2 separate regions of the Gossypium hirsutum genome follow, and region 2 is linked to region 1. A link is a contact called in public Hi-C data. All regions are on one chromosome and are shown on one strand. The core of a region is the stretch at or near the end of the contact, and the rest is flanking DNA. Distances in the headings are between cores, read along the strand shown.

What was found. Hi-C and Micro-C count contacts between places; a contact is called where the count stands out from the background.
Region 2: a Hi-C map of leaf shows a contact between it and region 1, with 1.7 times the contacts expected there. The contact joins the promoter of LOC107892051 here to the promoter of LOC107892057 in region 1. A contact is called at or near these places in 4 of 34 Hi-C or Micro-C datasets (all in leaf).

The regions. Positions count from the first base shown.
Region 1 is chrD09:15,161,837-15,164,536 of Gossypium_hirsutum_v2.1, reverse strand. It overlaps LOC107892057 (zinc finger CCCH domain-containing protein 48), which reads left to right and starts at 1,356. Exons shown (of 9, transcript XM_016817028.2): 1 at 1,356-2,236; 2 at 2,596-2,691. The coding sequence starts at 1,790.
Region 2 is chrD09:15,754,662-15,757,361 of Gossypium_hirsutum_v2.1, reverse strand. It overlaps LOC107892051 (dihydrodipicolinate reductase-like protein CRR1, chloroplastic), which reads right to left and starts at 1,300. Exons shown (of 10, transcript XM_016817016.2): 1 at 1,153-1,300; 2 at 943-1,065; 3 at 769-843; 4 at 628-693; 5 at 371-466; 6 at 137-253. The coding sequence starts at 1,263. It overlaps LOC107892052 (protein COFACTOR ASSEMBLY OF COMPLEX C SUBUNIT B CCB2, chloroplastic), which reads left to right. Exons shown (of 8, transcript XM_041101848.1): 7 at 1,138-2,700.

The DNA.
Region 1 (2,700 bases), core at 107-2,606:
GCATGTAATTTTAAAAATTTCAGTGAAATATCATTGAAGGATATAATAATTCCGTTTAAAATGCAATTAAATAAAAACATCATGTGATGACTTGATGGTCAAGGTATTCACCGCTCCAGATGTGATTTGGGTTCAAGTTGCGCTAGGCGCATTTGTTGTTCGGGCTTTACCTTATTATTGTAATTTACCAAAAATAATGTAAGTAAATAAATAAATAAAATTAAAAACAAAATTCTAAATAAATAATTTTAATTTATTATTTATTAGGGACTAAAACAAGAAAGTTATTGTATTTTCTAAATAAATAATTTTAATTTCGATTGAGTTTTAACTCAGATTGCATCGAAAAATGATGTCCATATTTGTGGCATACTTACTAGAACGACACATGACAAACCCAATAGTTAACATTTCTTCAAATTCAATTTATTAAAACAATCTCTAATATATATTGTGGGGATAATGTATAAAAATAAATAATTTTAATGCCAATTGAGTTTTAACTCGGTTTGCATCGGTATTATTGTTTGTGCAGGAGGATGCGGGTTTGAGCATGCTGAAGCATGTTTATCCTCCTATTTAAAAGTTGGGAAAAAATTATAGATAAATTCAGCTATTGTATAAAAAAACAAATAATTTTAATACAGAATGATTCAATTTATCATGTTACGGAGGATTTCTTATCTCAAGACAATTATTATTTTATTTTTTTCGATATCATACCAAATTAATAAATATTATAAATTAAAGGATAAACTACACAAATAGCCACTTTTGTTTACTTTATATTACATTTTAGTCACTTATGTTTGAAATGTTACATTTTAGTCATTTACGTTATCGTTTTATTACAAAGTAGTTACTCTGCCGTTAAAACTTCGTTACCTCCCTAACGACAATCCTACGTGGCAATTCAAATGAGTTTTAACTGTCAACTTAGATGTCCAACTAGGATGAGATAGGTTTTTAATTAAATAAATTTAATTAATTCAAGTTTTTAAATTAATTACACATTGAATTGGAAAAGAAAAGTTTATATCCTTTTTATTTTAGTTTTGTTTTCCATTTTGATTGAAAAACTGTTCTCATCCCAGTTGAACATCCGAATTGGCATTTAAAATTCATTTAGACTGCCACGTAAGATTGTCGTTAGGAAAGTAATAGAACTTAACGATAAAGTGACTACTTCATAATAAAACGATAGCATAAGTAACAAAAATATAACATTTCAAATATAAATGACTAAAATATAATCTGAACCAAACAAAAATAATTATTTTTATAATTTACCCTAAAATAAACAATTCGAGATACCATATTAATAAATATTGCTTTTAACAAACACTATGTTTTTAAGCTTTTTGAAAGGACTTCCGAAGGAAAAAAAAAAGCTTTGCAATTTTTTTTATTTAAAATCAGAACTAAAAAATTTTAGTTTTTACTCAAGATGCTTTTTGGCCCAAAAACAATTTAAGGAGCAATGCAAAACTAGATGGATTATATAATCTCACTTACCGATTTATTTAACGTAAAGCTGACGCGATCTTGTCTAGTTTTCCTTTCTCAGCCATTCTCCACCTTCTCTCCAGCGGCAACGGTCACCGCAGCACTCAACCATCCTCCTCCTTTTTCTGTTTTTGAAGAAATTTTTTTTTTGCGTTATTGCATAATCAATTAGGGTTTCAGCGGTCTCTTTCATGATCGGATTCTTTCGCTCCAAGAATTCCCAGACGCTTAATCCGAAGCTTCTTCCATCTATCTTCTGTTACCGATACAAAAATTGGGGATTATGGATTTAGACGGCGGCAACAGGCGCGTTTTTAACCGACTCGGAGGTTCTTCAGCTGCCTCACCCGACTCCTCAAAAAACCAGAAAGTTTGTTATCATTGGAGGGCCGGTAAGTGCTCCCGTTTCCCATGCCCTTTCTTGCACCGTGAACTGCCTCATCCTTCTGGCCCCGCCGCCGCTACCTCTAATGGATCCGGTGCCCCCAAACGTTTCGCCGATGATTCTGGGTTTTCGGGTCCGGCCCTACGACGAGGCCCCAACTTCAATAATAATCATAACAATAGTTGGGGGAGAATGGGGGCTAATAAGGTGGTTCGGAAAACGGAGAAAGTGTGTAATTATTGGGTGCAAGGGAACTGTAGTTACGGAGACAAGTGTAGGTTTTTACATTCCTGGAGTTTAGGGGAATGCTTTACCTTGTTGAATCACCTTGATGGACACCAGAAAGTAAGTGTATTTGCCTTCTCTTTTTTCTTTTATGCTGTTAATTTTGGTATGAACTTTTGAAGTACCTCACTGCAAAAGCTAGCTATTAGGTGGGTAGAGTCTGCATTCATATGAATCTCACTAGAAAATAACATGCTTTCCATGTGGAATCAAGCCTCACGATTGCCACAAATACTTATGGTGAATGACTCTGATGCCAATTGATATAAACCTGTGGGGAACCACACGGAAAAGCTAAGTGTTAGGGTGGGAAAGCATAACATCTCATACTTTGGATGAGGGATTCAAGTCTTTATCATGTTGTTAGGCACATAACATATTCTTAGCAGTGTATGATGATGGGTTTGTTTTCTGCGCAGGTTGTTACCGGAATTGCATTACCGGCAGGTATGGATAAGCTCTATACTGGGAGTAAAGATGAGACTGTGAGGGCTTGGGATACCAACACTGGTCAGGTGTGATTC
Region 2 (2,700 bases), core at 51-2,550, 590 kb before region 1:
ACTTCATTGCACCACACATTCTATAGATGTGTGTTTATTTCATTTAACTTTGGATGACTGCCGTGACAACTGCATCTCGACATTTGTACTGAAAGCCATAGAAAATATAAAAACCCAAATGTAACTTGTAGCTTACTGTTGCATGCGCCCTTGATTCAACAATTTCTACATTGTTGTAGTGGAAGGAAGCTGAAATGGCAGCTTGCTGGAGGAGAATAGATCCTATAGACAGAGTTGGTGCAACTAGGCAACCCTAAAATATTTCGTATTCGTTAGAATTACAACAAGTTACTTGGCTCTGCAAATTAAAGCGGTATAAAATATTTTGTGAGACAAGTAGACATTGAAATATATCTCACCCTGTCCTCACCATGCTGGCTTTCTCGCAAAATGCAGATAATGCTGATATTGTGTCAACCGTAATCCGAGGCACATAAACCACACTTCTCAGACCAAATGCTGTTGCCTATGAGAAGTTGAAAAGAAAACTATTATCAGCTATTCTAGTATAACTCTTAGAAAATTTACATTTCAGTGGTCATATGAAAAATATGGTTTATCCTTGCTTATTCACTGAGGCTGCAAAATAAGTTGATATAAGAATATAGTAGTGTTTAGATACCGAACCTGTTTTACGTTGTCATAAACTGCTGAAGGCTTAGTGAAATCAACAACGACTCCTGTCTCTTTTGACTGATAGAATTATTGTGATCAAAATGGTATGACCGGTGAAGTCAACTTAAAAAGATATTGAAATTGGAATGCTACCTGAGATATCGAACCTAAAACCATAGTGAGATCATTCACGATAGGAATTTCTAGAGGCTCTTCCATATCACACACCTAATGTAGAAAAAGGAACTGTTAAAAGTTGGATTTTATAGCCAAGTGATTATTGAGGGGGTAAAAGTGCATGGAACAAGACATGAATGGACTTTAAACCTTTCCTATATCTTCTCCCACACAATAGGAATCCACTGCACCGGCCACCTCCATTCCTCTAGCTTTAGTCACTGCAATTACTGCAGCCCTTCCTATTTCCTTTGCTGCTCCATTTATAACAACCTGTTTCCCCAAATTGTGAACAAACAACTTCTTAATCACCATGAATAGTAACGCAGAAAATTTTTTGTGCAGGTATTGAACCACTACCTTAATATTGCTTTGAGAGGGTTGCACTGAGCAAGAGAAGGAAGGCCTAACTCTGGCATTGCAAGGAAGTCGATGGATAGCAAGATGAAACTGGCAGCTCAAGGTCGCCATGGATGTTCTTAAATATATTTAGCTACTGAGCCTTCTCAGCTGATAAGGGTAAAATCTTCTTTGCCTAAAACCTTTTATTGTCACGCATGCTTTGTTCCTCGGATAAGGTTTGTGTGGGTTTTGACAAGCCTCTTTTGGAGAGTATTGTATGATAGCGACATGCATGTCTTAGCAGTGAGCTCGTATAATTCATGAAATAGGCTGCTAAGTATTTTATTTTTCTTTACTCTTTTAATTATAAGATTCGGTGAAATAAAAATTCACCGTTTGCTTTTTGATTTTATCAAGTAATAAATATTTGATTAATTGAAACCCAAAGCAAAAGAAATCCGAGGTGTTATAAACTACACAGTTTGATTATCTAACTTTCATAAGTGTTTATTTTGGGTATTGAGAATAAAAAAAATTACAAATTGAGTACTATTGTTAACAACCGTTTTTCATTTTAGTCTCCCATATTTAATAGACTTTTATTTTGATCACTCGCTATTAATTCAATATTATTTTACACTCATTTTAGTCATTCAACTTTAATAACTTTTCATTTTGGTTACTCATTTTTCTTTTAAAATTTAATTTAATTTAATTTAACCTTTTAGAATTATTTTTTGTTTCTTCTCTGTAAAAGGGAAAAACCAAGGGTTTATAGGAATTATAGGGAAAAATCTTTTTAATTCCCTTTAATTTTTAAAACATTGGGTTTTCACAGGGAAAACCATTTTTTTTTTTAATTTTCCAACCTAGGTTTCTTCAGGAAAATACTTGGTTTGTATGGAGAATTGAGTTAAACATGGTTTCATCTCCAGGATTGAATAACTCAATGTCGTACAAAAGCTAGGTTTATTTTGAAAATATTAAAATTAATTTTTAAAAAGTGAGCGGCCAAAATGAAAACTTATTAAAATTTTATGACTAAAAAGAGTGTACAATAAATTGAATGAACGGTTGACCAAAAATTAAATCTTATTAAAGTTGAGTGACTAAAATGAAAACAATTGTTAATGGCAGTGCCTAATTGCAAATTTTTTATTTCTAATGCCTAAAATGAAAACTTATTAAAGTTATATGACCAACTACGCAGTTTACCTTAAAATTTAACAATCATCAGTTATATAGCTTGTAGTAACCTTAAAAATTTTGTTATATGATATTTTCATATGATTGAGTTAGTGTCAAGAGTCAACTTGACACAATTCAGTCAAAAGAAATTATCAAATTAACCTTGTATATTTTAATTAAGTTATATTATTATGATGACATTTTTGTCTTTCTTTTTTTTTAAAAAAAAGTCAATAAAAAAATTACAAATATAAAGCCAGTGTTATTTGAATCGAACCGGCCGGTTGGATCTTGAATTAGCCGAGGTATTGATTTGGAAAGTGACTTTCAACCTATTAGATTGAGAACCGGCAAACCGATTAAAAAACTAGTTGAACA